2 separate regions of the Mus musculus genome follow, and region 2 is linked to region 1. Evidence: chromatin contacts called from public Hi-C data. All regions are on one chromosome and are shown on one strand. The core of a region is the stretch at or near the end of the contact, and the rest is flanking DNA. Distances in the headings are between cores, read along the strand shown. Region 1 holds the start of Frzb (frizzled-related protein). Region 2 overlaps Nckap1 (NCK-associated protein 1).

Region 1 (7,403 bases), core at 2,108-4,607:
AGAGGTCCAGGTGACCTCACGGTTGAAAACTCCCAAGGAGTGTGCCTAGCACAGTCCTTAGAGATTCCAGAATCAGATCTCCACAAAAGTTTTGTTTTGTCTTAAAGTGATGTACTGGTACATCGATAATTTGCATGCGACACACTGACAATTTTTTTTTAAACACCAAATATATTGCATGCAACTTTGACTTGTGTCCTTAGTTCTGCAGTATGAATTCCTATGTCCATCAAATATCAAAGCAACAACAACAAACCCACACTCAGTTCTCCAGGCCCCCCACCTGCCCCTTTTAAATGGCTTGAAAATAGATATAATTAAGTGGTGGGCTAATGAGATGGCTTAGTGGGTAATGCTGCTTGCTGCAAAGCTGGGTGACCGGATTGGTAGCCAGGTTCCATATGTGACTGCTGACTTCTGTTAGTTGTCCTCTGGCCTCCACATACATGCTATGGCATGGTTGAGCACGCACACTAAATTAAAAGTATAAAAATGTTTCAGAAGATGTGAGGGAATGTCTATAGTAAGCAACTGTCTTGTTTGTAGTTCTGATAACAGTTTTAATTTTAAACGTGTGTGTGTTTGTGTGTGTGTGCATGTGCATGTATATGTGTGTGTGCGTGTGCGTGTATATGTGTGTGTGCGTGTGCGTGTGTTGGGCCCTCAGAGTCCAGAAGAATAATCAGATCCCTTGGAGCTGGAGTTAAAAGTTGTTGATGTAGGTGCTAGGAACCAAACTCTGGTCCTCTGGAAGAACAGCAAGTGTTCTTAACTGCTGAGCCATTTCTCTGGTCCTCCATGTTTATAGAAAGATTACTGTCAGTTAAAGTACATTTAAATAACACTATATAAAATAAAAATGTAAGCAAAACAGATTATGAATGCTCTGATTTCTCTAAAATACCAACCTGGTTTCAGTTTTCTTGAAATGTTCCGAATTTTGGGTTTGTTGAAGGTACTTATTTTAGGGATACAGCTCACCTGTTAGTAGAAAATGCACATTTTTTTGAACTTGTGTTTTCTTTGTTATCACAAATTTTTGAGAATTAAGTCTCCTCTCAAGTGGTTTATCTCCTTAAGATATTTGGACTTCCATTTCCACCAGCCAGTTTTCCCACTGCTTCTTCAAAAGGAGCAGATAGACTGTCTTCTTCTGAAAGTTGTATAAGCCATTTAGGAAAGCAGAAAGAACAAAAAATATAAAAGATAATTAACATACTGGCAGATGCCGAAGAATATTGTGCACACATGACAGATGTTTATGAGAAACAATAGAGAGAAGGCACAGGAGCAGACAGACAGGTGCACACATCCTCTTCTGGGAGGAATGCGAATCCATCTCTGGTTTTAGTAAAAACTAATTTGGATTAAAGGAAAGTTGCAAGTCCCAGTTGTGATGGTGCCCACATTAGATCCTAGCACTAGGGAGGCAGAAGCAGGCAGATCTCTGTGAGTTTCAGGCTACCTGGGTCTATATACTGAGTTCCAGGACAGCCAGGGCTATATAGTGAGATGCTATTTCAAAAACAAAAAGAAAAACAAAACTAAGCAAAACAACAGAGAGGGGGAAGTTGGGAGGTTGGTGGAAGGGGAGAGCTTGTGAGAGGATTTGGTGGTAAGTGGGTATCTATCTCTGAAGCAAAGTTCATTCATACCTGTGGCAATGCGACCATCAAACACTCTACTCCTTTCTTCCTAAAAAATGTGAGATGAACACAAAATATGTTTAACAACCTCTTGAGTTCATCGTTCACCTTCGAATTTTTTACAGATCCCTATTTCTTTTACCTAATAAAGCTTCTAAATATTCTTTTAGTGACTGTTTATAAATCTCCCTTTCAGTATTTGTGTTTGTGTGTTTGTGTGCATGTGTGTGTGTGTGCTTTGCCATTTTTCATTGAATTAATTTATATAATGTTTGGCTTTCTTTTCTTATATGACACCAAATAATTGTACATCAGCCAGAGTTTATTTATTAATTAAATGGCTCCCTAGCCACCATCTGTTGTTGATTTCCTATGAAGTAGACACACTTCCTTCCGAAAACATTGAAGTCACAAACCGCTGGTAATGATCATTTTAGAGATAAAAATTCCATAAACTCAAGTCAGCCACTGACATTCCCTAAGTGCCATTGAGCCAGCGCAGGGGATTAAAGCCGTATCCTACTGTGTGCTCTGGGAAGTAGAGACAGACTTTATCTGCCTAGTATTGACAGCAGGGGGGTGGGCGGTGCGGAAGGCTGGGTAAATCAGGGCTGCTCTAGTGACGTCCGGCTTTGTTGTAGGTTTTGCCTCTGTGCTCCCGCTGTCTTCTGACACTGCAATCCCTCTGCTCAATGGTTTTCCTCTGAAGGGGCTCAGTGGTTGGGCCTCGGCAGGACTTCCCACGTACAATGCTCTTAAAGCCAGGGGGCAGCCGGGGTGGAAACAGGAGACTTCTGGGAGGCGTAGCCTGGGAGGGATCTGTTTTCTATTTTCTCCTCTGTATTGAACTCATCTGGATGGGAACCGTTCTCCTGTTTACTATTATCATTACCTGTGTGGGGTATTTTGCTTGCACGTTTATTTCCCCTGTTAGAAGAAACCGCCCGTGGGAAGAGTTAGATAATAAATGCAATTTTCAGTAAGAACACTCTGGGGGTGGGGGGCGGAATCCAAGTGCTTTAAAGTGGGCTCCACGCTTCGGTTTTAAAAAAGAAAAACTCAAAAGTTCGAATTCTACAGGGCAAAGAAAAACCCGGAAGGAAGCAGGGAGGGAGGGAGGAAGGGAAGGAAAGAAAAAAAAAGAAGGAGGGAAGGGAGGAATCACACCATTTCCACGTTTCTGTGGGTCTATTTGTTCTCTTGCGATTTCTTTCCCTTTGTGAGGGTCAATTTCTCCACGGTTATTCCAATCACAGACCCCCCGAAGTCATTAGTCCTGCCATTGCTCTTAGGAGGCTGCTATCTCTGCGACATGACATTTAAAGTGACTTTGCTCGCGCCTTCCTGTCTGACTTTCTGCAGGCGGAGGTGCGCTCGGGTTTGCTGTGAGGAAAGAGCTGCGGGCAACGAGGGACGGTGTGGGCTCGCGGGGCGGGATACAGGGGTGCGCATCTCTGTGGTGCGTTGAGACCGTTTCTCCCGTGGGGACCAAGGGTTCGTCTATGGATCCAGAGCCGGGGGTGGAGTGGGGAAAGGTGTGCGGCTCCTGTCGGGAGCTGCCTGGGGCTACAGCATCACAGATAGACAGGGTCTCACACTCCAGTCCCCTGAAAACTCAAAGCCTTCTCGGAAGGAGGAGCCGGAGGGCAGGGGACCGCGGGGCGGAGCTCTTGTCGGCCGAGGTGGGAAGGCGCAGCTGCGAGCCAAGGCGCTGACCTCCTCTGAGCTCCTCTGGCCGCTCGCAGGATCTTCCCGACCCTGCAGGACTTGGCAAACTCCCACCTCCGCTCCCATTAGTCCTCCCACCCCCACCAAATCTCCTCCCTCGGAGGTCCCCTATCCATCTCACTTTGCAGAATTTATCGCTTCTTCCAACACCTTTTTGCAACACCCCAGAACTCCGAGTCCCTTAACTGAATTTGACTTTTGTTTTTATTTCTCTCTGGCTTCCTCTTCTGCCCCCTCATCTGATTGATGTGCTAAGGCTGATGTCTCTGCCAGAGCGAGAGGAATAAATAGATGCTGCCTCGCCTAGAGGCTTAGACGCTTGGGAAGAGCAGCCGGCGCAGCGAGGCACCGGGCTCCGCCAAGCTAGTGGACCGGACCTGGGAGCACTTGGATCCAAGAGAACTGTGATTGTCCCAGGGGTGGGGGCAGCTCCCCAGGTCGTTGGGATCACCCCTCGGAACCGCAGGGGGAGACTTCGGAACGAAAGTGTCTCCCGCGTCCGTCGCTCGGCTGCGCCCTGCCCCATCCTGCTGGGACCATGGTCTGCTGCGGCCCGGGACGGATGCTGCTAGGATGGGCCGGGTTGCTAGTCCTGGCTGCTCTCTGCCTGCTCCAGGTGCCCGGAGCTCAGGCTGCAGCCTGTGAGCCTGTCCGCATCCCGCTGTGCAAGTCCCTTCCCTGGAACATGACCAAGATGCCCAACCACCTGCACCACAGCACCCAGGCTAACGCCATCCTGGCCATGGAACAGTTCGAAGGGCTGCTGGGCACCCACTGCAGCCCGGATCTTCTCTTCTTCCTCTGTGCAATGTACGCACCCATTTGCACCATCGACTTCCAGCACGAGCCCATCAAGCCCTGCAAGTCTGTGTGTGAGCGCGCCCGACAGGGCTGCGAGCCCATTCTCATCAAGTACCGCCACTCGTGGCCGGAAAGCTTGGCCTGCGACGAGCTGCCGGTGTACGACCGCGGCGTGTGCATCTCTCCTGAGGCCATCGTCACCGCGGACGGAGCGGGTGAGTCCTGAACTTTGCCCGACCTCTGAGAAGTTAGTTATTTGTCTTTATCGGCTAGCTTGCTTTCTGCGCTGAGCCCTTACCTTTCCCCTTAAGCACACTCCTCTACTGAATCCTATTCTTTTACTTAAAAGCAAAACAAAACAAAACAAAATTCACTTTTATCATTCTCCCAGACAAACGCAGTCTCTTCCAACAAGTGATCTGAGCGATCCATCCGTTCCCTACACTTCACACCCAACCTCCAAAGCGCCCCTTCCCTTCCCACTCTTTGCGTGTGGGGCTTAGCTGCTTTACTCTTAACGACATTGGAGTTTCTTCTGTTTCTTGGTGCATTCTTTTGCAATCTCGATCGTTAGTGTTTTCACGGCTTACAATTGTATGGAGACATCAGAAAAACAAAAAACCCTATTTTCTTCTAATCATGAAAAGTGCTAATTTAGTCTAAATAAACTGCTAATACAGAAATCTCTTAGTGACATGTGCCTGCTCAGAGCTCAATTTCGTCGGTTGCCATCGCCTTTCAACAGATTTCCCCTTCTCTTGACAAAATAGATGGTGATTCCAATCCAGAATGAAACAGCTATGGGACATTATTGCTATGCCCTGCTAATTAACTTCGGTTGCTCACTTCAGTCAGATAGCTGGGGAACCGAAAATAGCAGGCCCTTTTCACATGCCCACGTGCCTTCAAGTAATTTTGTATATAGCATATGGGTGAGTGGAGTTATATTTGGGCCATGTCATCTTCATAGCCTTATATAACTTTGCTTTCAATCTTGCCGGTTATTCCACCCATACTGTGTGTGTATACATGACCCACACGTTCACCCCCTTTTCCACTACCGAACTGTATTTTAGCTCTACGTTTAATGGGTTTAATCACAGCTGTTTTCTCACCGATGTTTGGTCTAATTGTGACATTCATAACTTCAAGACCACCCTTACCCCCTGACCCCCAACTCAATCCAGTTCAAAGTGGAATATTTTCAGTAAACTCATCATTTCCCTACTAGGTAACCCAAGACTTGGATTTTATCCTTCATGTTCTTTAAAGAGAACGCTTGAACAAACAAACCATCCATCATCTTTCAGTCTCTCCCAGGATCAACTGCTGTTAAGTGTGCTTCACTTGGTTGGTCCATCTCTGTTCATTTCGTTCTGTTTCTCAGTTGGCTCAAACTAGGCTCATGTCCTCAGTCCATAGTTAATTAATCAACAGGGCCGATTCAGAAAAATTATGCTCATTAACTAAGAGAGGGTAAAAGGAAAGGCAGGAATAGTTGAAAACCAAGACTGAACAGAAAGATCTCACATCTTTCTCATGGTCAATTTCCTTAGCAAATCACCACGAATATAGGTACTGTCTTCTTAATATCAATGATGAATCAAAAGCTAGTTTTATAAGACAATCTGAAATAAATACATTCTTTTCACTATTGGGTCAAAGGGAACTCTGAGATCTTGTACTAACTAACATCCCAGGCCCTGCAGACATTGCTGTTACAGCTCAATGCAGTTGCTAGCCTGGCTTGACAGACGCTGTTAAAGTCAGCCAAATGCTAGCACGCCTCTCTGGCCAAGCACTAGGAGTAATTCATTTCACACTGAAACGCATACTTCCCTTAGAAGACAAACTGCTCCTAAGCCTAAGCGTAAGCCTAGAGGAGGACCGGGAAAGAGTGAGGTTTGACAAGGCTCAGGGCTCTCAAAGGCCACAGTCACTGTGGATGGGAAGCAGTTTCATTAAGAGTCCCTGAGTTACCTATCCCCATGGGCCGAACATGGCACAACTGTCTCACCGAAGCACTGAAAGAGACATGCATGCCGACAGACAGTTAGGCACTCCCTGATTGCTGAGTGGCTCAGGAGTCCCAGAGGATTTGTTTTACTGAAGCAAAGCACCTGCCGGCAGGAGATAGTCAGTATGCTGACACTCCTCGGTTTTGGTTTCTTTCGTAGGAAACAGAAACCATGAGCTAAAGATGGGGTTGGCTCACAGCCTTTTGAAAAATTACACATTGCCCCTGTTCAGTGAAACTGCCAGACACCTGGAATTACTTAATGTGGTGACATGGGGCTGGAGAGATGGTTCACTCTTAACCACTCTTCTAGAGGACCTTGGTTTGATTCCTGGTACAGACATGGGAGATTAATAACCTCTGTAACGCTCATTCTGGGAGCTTTGCCTCCCTCTTCTGGCCTCCATGAGTACTGCACACCTCTGGTGCACAGACTTAGAGTGCAAAACCAGATGGTGAATCTCTACGCATACTCCATGGGCACTGCATACATGTGGTGTACAGACATACAAGCAGGCAAAACACCCATATACATACCACATATCACCATTTTAGTTAATTTATTGTTTGATTTATTGGGCTGTAATAGTTTACAAAACAGAGTTTATTTGTCTGTTTGTTTCTCCTTCAGATATAAGCAGAATTCTGGTGTTTTGGTACTGCATTCTATTTAGCCAGATATGAAAATGAAATCTCTCCTTAAAGAGTGGTACAACTGTTCACATTCCTGTAGCAAGAGGATTTTAGTTAATTCATCCCATTCACGGTTATCTGTTTGCACCTAATATATTGTGACTCGGCCCATAAGCTTAGCACATTTAACAGAGCCGTCTCAATGAAACACACCGATGTGCCAGACGATTTTTAACTCCTGAAACACTGAGAATGAACATATTTTTATGAAGAACATGTGACGCCTTGACAATCACTAGTAATTTCATATTAAGTTTATTGTGTATTTTGTGTTTACTGTAAAGTGTGGCTTTGAGCACTACTATTTGGGAACAGCTCAATTTGGCCATTTTGCCAGTTAGTTGAGACTCTTGGGCAAATTCGTAGTACTGAACCAGGTGCTAAATTTCTACATGAGCCCATGCCTACTCCAGCTATAGGGGAATGGTACAACCTCTTCAACCCTTACCTGGGAATAAAGGCAAAAGTGTTTGTATCCTAATGGCATGGTGAAGACTAGATGGTATGTGAACTGGCTG
Region 2 (7,403 bases), core at 2,785-5,284, 59 kb before region 1:
ATTGGATGAATGTACTAGTTTGTTTATTCAGTTATCAATTACAGATGTGGGTTGTCTTTACTTTCTAGATGTTGTAAATAATGCTACCTTTTTATCCATGTTGATGTTTTTGGTCTCTTATATAACAAATGGATTCTGTAGAAACTGTTTAGCTTTGAGGAACCACCAAACAGATGGGCTGTGGCGAGACTGGTTTATATTGCTAACAAGGAGGGTGCCAGGGTTTTCTCTATCCAGTCCTTGTCTTCATGTTGAGAGCCATTTTAGTAGGTGTGCAGAGGTATCACGCTGGTTTGGTTTGCATCTCCTTCATTCTCGAGGCTGCCACACGTCTGTGATGTGTCTGTATGGCTTCTTTAGAGAGAGGTTTGTCTGGATCCTTTGCCCATTTTTAGACCGTGTGTCGCCTGTGTTTGCAGAGTTGGATCTCTCCTTTCACTCTTGCCTGGCCTGGGGGTTGAACTCCATCGCCGGGTTTATGCCAGGGGAAAATCCTTTTCCCATTGAGCTGTCACTGGCCTGCATCATTTTATTTTTGAACTATCAAGCAGTAATACATCTTCAGTAGAATCATGGTTCTGAGTTCTCTTTTCAGTTTCTTGCTAGTATCCAAGAATCACAGAACTCTTTCATTTCAGCGTACTTTGACTTATCTGTTTTTTCTTTTGTTTACAGTTTTGCTGTCAAACAAACAAATATTGTCTTGACAAAGGTCATCAGAATTTATGCCTGTATTTTCTTCTAAATTTTTGAAATTTTAGCTTTTACATTTATATCTTTGATGCACTTTGAAATTCAGTTGGTGTATTGTGAGCAGTGTGCGTCTCTGCAACTTAGTTCATGGTTGTTTCTATTTGAGCTTTATTATCTGTTAATATCAATGATAGCCAACTATGTATACAGGTTTTAATTAGAATACCACTCAGCATATCTTGAATGATTAAAATCTATGCATGATAGAAAATTATTAGATTGCTTTATCAGATTCTTAGGTTTTTAATTTTTTTCCTGTAATTAATTTGCTATGTTTATGGCTCTGATTAAGCATTGAATCCCTGAAGTTTTTCACTAAGTAACTGTGGATGTAAGCATAGGTTCAGTCATAATAACTGGCTTTCGGTGTTGACTCTAGCCAGGCTGAGCTGGTGCTCCTTCTGTAGCCAGGCTGGCCTTGAACTCTCAAGTGCAGATATATAGGTGTGAGCCACCACAACTGGCTTTCTTTCTCTCTTTTGACTTGATATTTTACTTCCATCTTTGCAAGACAAAAAGTATCTTTAGGATGATTCTGTGGAGCTTGCCACAGAGAGGCTGCAAGCCTTGTTTGCACAGTGGGAAGTTACAAAGAGCAGGGTTGGAGCGTTGTCTGGTGTGGGTTACCTGCACTGTCAGCCCTGCTTCAGCCAAGGTGCTGAAATCTTCTAGTAGGTTCGTGGGCAGACTGATGGACACCATAGACATTTTCTTACTAAAGTAAACTTTCTCAGACGTTTGTTAAAATATTTATCTCTTTGTAATTGCTGTATTTTGTCAGGTTGCAATGAATGTGTATGAGCTGTCCTCGGCTGCTGGGTTACCATGTGAGATTGATCCTGCCTTAGTCGTAGCTCTTTCCTCACAAAAATCAGGTAAAATGCATTCAAATATGGAGCTTTCTTATTAAAATTATAGGGCAGTCTAGGTATACACGTAGTATTTGTTTTTTAAAATGTCTTATGTTAAGCTTTATTCACCCATTTATTCATTTATAATTGGAATACATCAGGATTCAAAAGACAAAATGCTTTGCTTTGGAGTTTTTGCTATAGCTTAGTCATTACATCCTGTCCAAGCCATACTACCAGATGAAGCTGTTAAAGTCATTTGGTGTAGATAGATAGGGCGGTGCAAAGAAACAGTGCCCTTTCAGCTGTAGTGAGTTCAGGGAGAAGAGGAAGAAATGCATAATACAGACTAAGATGGAAGGACCAATGTAATCAGAGAAAAAACAAGCACTTGGGAAAAAGCTCCTAAGACAGTGAAAGCGAATCGCGAACTGTGCACTGTTAGAGAGCTGTGGTGCTGAGATCGGTGTCTCTGAAGTCAGTGAGTGTGAGAGAAGGGACTGGACACACTTGATATGGAACAGCTCTGCTGGGATGAAGACATAGTGCTTGTGTTGGGAAGCATGGGTAGGCCCTACACACTACACTGTAGCTATATATACCCCAGCTTGTGGAAAGGACTTTGTGAGTTGGAGATAGAAGAAGAGAACATTTGTATGCTGGTGGAAGGCAGCCCTTATGGTAGCCAGAGAGCTGGGACTAGAAAATGGTGTCCTGTTTTAATTAGAATAGATGTTCACCATAAAAAGTTGCTACATTATATAATACTGACCATTTAGAAATTTTAAAACCAGTTCTTTGAAACATAGTATCAACTATGTTCCAAATCTTGGTTTCTCTACAGTGTGAATAAGGTGGGGTGGTTTTTTTTGTTATTGTTGATGATGTTTTTTGTTTGATTGGTTTGGTTTTGGTATTGAAATGCCTTCTCCACCCTTTTGATTTTAATTTCTTTTTAAATTTTTCACTTACTTAATGTATATGAATAATTTGCCTGCACTTATGTGCACTGTGTGCATGCCTGGTACCCAAGGAGTGAAGACGAGGGCATCAGCCTCAGAGCGGGAATTACAGACCATTGGGAGCCATCATGTGGGTGCTGAGAACTGAACTCGGGTCCTCTGCAAGAGCAGCAAGTGCTCTTAGCCACTAAGCCCCTTTTCTACTCTTTTAAGCCAACTTGCAGTCATTGAGTTTATTAGTTTTCTTTTTAATTACACTGTTTTTCCTAATTCAAATAATATATAAATTATTGCTTATAGGTATTTTTATGATCAACCAAAGTTTTAAAAATATACTGTGTTTTTGTTTTCTTGTGATCAATCCATAGTTTCATATAATTGCCAACTGCTGGGTAACTAGAAGTTCTCAGATGTCAGATAAGAAGCCAAGTGCTAGACAGAGCTATTTAAATACGCTAGGTATTTTATTAAAGGTTATTGTTCTTATAGCTACTGAGTATGTTAGATACTTTCATTCATAACTGCTTCCTTCTGTCTTCTAGAATGGAGAAATAAGTAACGCAGTCCCCTTTTCAATACTGGTAACCTTTAAGCAGTGTATTTATATATTCTTAGCTAGCCTAGGGAAAGAAAGGAATTGTTTTTCTTTTAGTGAATTTTCAGATAATAAGATAAGAAATTTATAAATAGTAATATGTATGGTATTCTCATAATTATTCATCAGTTTTCAATTAGGAAATTTAAGTAGTTTATTACCTTTATTTTTTAGGTTAGATTATTAACTTTCAAATAATCTGGAGGAAAGCTTGATTTTCACTCCTTGATTTCTTCTGCAGAGAACATTAGTCCAGAGGAAGAATACAAGATCGCTTGTCTCCTGATGGTCTTTGTAGCAGTTTCCTTGCCTACACTGGCCAGCAATGTAATGTCACAGTACAGCCCTGCAATAGAAGGTACTTGGTTTACAATTGTAACAATGAAAGAACATTGGCTTTAGTGTTACATGTATTTTTCTCTCTGGGTAATGTTCTTTTCTGATAAAATAGTGCTCAAATTCTGCCAAACAGTAGCTTTGGAGTGGGCATCCTAATTTTCTGAACTGTGAAATGTTGTGTAGTTCAGCTGAGAGGTGCAGCAGAGGGTAGTGTGTGTGTTCAGACAGTGGGGTATTTTAGGGCCTGAGAAGGCGTGCCTTAAAATAACTTAGCCCTTATCATTTACAGTTCCAAGGGGTAGGACGAAGCATCATGTCTTTCTAGAGTGTTTGCCTACTAATGAAGTACTGACGTGGTCATTAGTTGCATCCTTGCTGGGATATTTAAAAACATGCATGCTCATAAAATAAAAAGAGTAAGTCACTGTGGACCCTAATTCTTAGTCAGTCATGCTGCCATTCGCGTGGTCTGAGGAGTCACTAAAGCATGCTGTCTGTGTGTTACAATAATATTTTGTGGTCATGCAGACTACACAGCCCTGTTTGTTCTCTCCCAGGACACTGCAACAATATACATTGTTTGGCCAAAGCCATCAACCAGATTGCTGCAGCTTTGTTTACAATTCACAAAGGAAGTATTGAAGACCGACTTAAGGAATTCCTGGCGGTATGTCTAATCAAATAGCTTGACATTTTACAAAGAAAACAAAAAGTTATGCCTATGTTATACAACAGTAAATTCCCATCATTTTTACATCTTATTTAGTGTTCTCCAAAGACATTTTTGTTCTCAGTTTATTAAGTATTAAATCTTGTTTCTTTTTTAATGTTTTGGTTTTAGAAAGATAGATTGCATCAAGGTTATCATTGTTTTCCCTCTAGCTTGGGGTCTTTCCTTCCAGAGCTCTGCTATGTGGCCTGTTTGCTGAAAATAATGTTTGAGAGGTGCAGCAGAGGGTAGTGTGTGTGTTCAGACAGTGGGGTATTTTAGGGTCTGAGAAGGCGTGCCTTAAAATAACTTAGCCCTTATCATTTACAGTTCCAAGGGGTAGGACGATTGTAGAGATTGTCTTCACATTCAAAAGATGTTTTTTTCTTCAAAGAAAGTGGAAGCCTAGAGAGCTAATGTGTTCTTTAAAAGATGCAATTTCGAAAAAACAAAACAAAACAAAAGGCCAGGCAGTGATGGCACACGCCTTTAATCCCAGCTTTTGGGAGGCAGAGAGGCAGGCAAATTTCTTAGTTCAAGGCCAGCCTGGTCTACAGAATGAGTTCCAGGACAACCAGGTCTACACAGAGAAACCCTATCTCGAAAAACCAAAATAAATAAATAAAATAAAATAAAATAAAATAAAATAAAATAAAATAAAATAAAAAAGGATTATTTGCCTCTCAGTTCCCAGACCTACAATGTACAGCTCATAACCACTTGTAACTCCTGTCCCAGGAACTGGCCAGCATGGGTACTACACACACACACACACACACATACACACACCACACACATTTATTCAGGTACTCACACGAAAAATAAAAATAAATATCTAAAACAGTAGCAGAAGGTATGTTTCCTTATTCCTACTTATTTGAAGAAATACTATTAATAGGTACAAAGTCAGCAATAAAAGTATGACTCACAGGGCTATGGCAGTTACGGATACTTACTGCTCTTCCAAAGGTTCAGCTCCTAGCACCCACATTAGACATCTCACTACCTCACTACAGTTCACTACAGTTCTTGGGATTTGATGCCCACTTGTACACAGTCATGAAGGCATATACATATGCACATAAACAAACAAACAAACCATAAAATTACATGTGGCTTGCTACCAAAAGAGAGTAATGTTAAATCTGTCACCAGACATGGTTTAGTGCAGTATTTTTCTTTACCAATGCTTCTTTTTCATAATTGCTTAAAGAACAGATAATTTAAGCAAAATGAACCCTAGAATATTTAGTTTTTTTCTTTGTTGAAAATCTTGTTGGTTTTTATATATATACACACACACACACACACATATATATGTACACATATATAAATACATATATGCAAATACAACAGTTATTTAAGAAGGAACTCAAGTTTGAAAACATTATTATAATTCTGTTGTTTTCCTTTTATTTACTTTACTTGGGGAGTTAATGTCCTTAAAATTACTATGAATACAAACCCAGATTGAAATTGCCTTATTTAGGATCTAAAAAGTACACAGTGTGTTCACCTCTCATGTATAGATTATGCTTTCTGAGTTCCCCACGCCAAGAGGGTACTTGAAGCCAGGAATAGTACTGAACTGTATGCATCCATGCACACACAGGAAAGTATTAGAGTACAATACATTATTAATGGAAATAATAGAAAGGTTTCACCAGTTTGCATGCCATAATAACAGTTAGGAGAGTGAAGTCCCTCGAAATGCTTTGTTGTCTTATGTCCACCCTTCTTGTGACCCTGAGATGACACTGGTGTGTGTGAGGTAAATGGAGGTGACGATGTAGACATTGGTGGACGTTGGAGGTGGGCTTTAGACAGTGCTTCAAGGGGAGGATCCTCTGCTTTGGGTGATAATGATCATTACCGGGAGAATATCTTGACTTGCTGCCAAGAGAGAGTAGTGTTAAGTGTGCCCATCAGACATGGCTGCGAGGAGTTCTTGGACATTAGTAGCAAATAACGGCGATGGCTGGGAATTCTCAACAGCCTTTAAAAGAGACCTTGGAAGGATATTGTAATTAGTTCTTACTGAATATGAAAGCAGTGGTGCAGAGGTTATAATCTTTCAGGGACCATGTGGCTGACCTCAGTGCTGTTTTCCACACAGAGACCTTACTCCTTTAATCTCCACCTTTAGAACCTATGCAGCGTAGAACACTTTGGCATACTTCAGTAACATGTGCTTGGTGCTTCTGCTCTCACTTCCTCTACTTTGTATTGTCTTCTACAGCCCTTGTGAGCTTTGTGTACTGCAGCATGGTCTTCACCAAGTAGTTCAGCAGGTCCTGTCCCACCAACTTGTCTTGTTGTTTTTAAGCGGTTTTCCTAATTTTCCTGTCTATCCCCAGAAAGCCTTCAAAACAACTCATCCATCACTGTATCCATGAGTTCCTCATATCAGTCCTGGTTTTACTAATCCATTGCCGCTTTAATGAATGTTATTGTGCCCACAATAGCAGATAGTTTTCAGTACTGCATTATATCCTGGGGTTTCCTTTGATTGCTAGTTGATTATAGTTAAATACCAGGGAGGTGGATATGGCCTTAATAAACTAAATAATACTCTGGTCAGATTAAAACATTCAGTATCACATTTTCCCCTCCCTCCCTCCCTCCCTCCCTCCCTCCCTCCCTCCCTCCCTCCCTCCCTCCCTTCTTTCATCATCATTTTTGGGATTTTTGAGACAGGGCCTCTATTGTAGTCCTAGCTGTCCTGGAACTCATGTAGACCAGACTGGCCTCGAACTCAGGCGTGCTAAGATTACAGACGTGGTCCAGCATTACATTTTTTTTTCCAGCATTACATTTTTATTGTCTCTTTTTGCAGAAGTTCAGAGTGGTCAGATGTTGTCTGTTAGTTACAAGGCTTTTAATTCAAACCGTCTTCCAACAATATGGCTGTCATTCACATTATAGTTTTTATTTCTGAGGACCTTGTGTCCATCACTCTATACAGTGGCATACACTTTGGCTATAACCTTCAGTTTGACATGTGGTGGCAGCATTAGAATAAATTACCTTCTGCAGATAGATTAGCTTTTCCTAGAGATTTCAGGATCTTGATAGAAACTTGTCTGCTGGGCTAGAGATGGACTGAGGCTGCCACAAGGGGACCACATGGGGGCGGGGAAACCCAGTTGCTAGAACATAGCTGGCGCTAGAGTGGGTGTCATTTATATATTTCA

The links. Hi-C and Micro-C count contacts between places; a contact is called where the count stands out from the background.
Region 2: a Hi-C map of Sertoli cells shows a contact between it and region 1, with 2.3 times the contacts expected there. The contact joins the enhancer-like site here to the promoter of Frzb in region 1. A contact is called at or near these places in 6 of 39 promoter capture datasets (cranial neural crest, embryonic stem cells, hippocampal neurons and 2 more), 14 of 484 Hi-C or Micro-C datasets (8-cell embryo, DN2 thymocytes, Sertoli cells and 8 more), 7 of 115 datasets of contacts at active chromatin or transcription factors (acute myeloid leukemia, a beta-TC-6 cell line, embryonic stem cells and 3 more) and 4 of 9 other capture datasets (adipose tissue, embryonic stem cells, liver and 1 more).

What each region holds. Positions count from the first base shown.
Region 1 is chr2:80,443,350-80,450,752 of GRCm38.p6, reverse strand. It overlaps Frzb (frizzled-related protein), which reads left to right and starts at 3,357. Exons shown (of 6, transcript NM_011356.4): 1 at 3,357-4,390. The coding sequence starts at 3,913.
Region 2 is chr2:80,502,937-80,510,339 of GRCm38.p6, reverse strand. Nckap1 (NCK-associated protein 1) reads left to right here. Exons shown (of 31, transcript NM_016965.3): 27 at 1,535-1,628; 28 at 3,403-3,519; 29 at 4,058-4,167. Among named protein-coding and RNA genes, the nearest start is that of Gm24461, 52 kb to the left of the region's middle. Within about 2 kb of position 4,034, at least 14 of the 459 cell types and tissues checked have an H3K27ac peak or open chromatin away from gene starts, as enhancers often do. A contact at or near this core is called in Sertoli cells and extraembryonic endoderm stem cells, where this site is marked.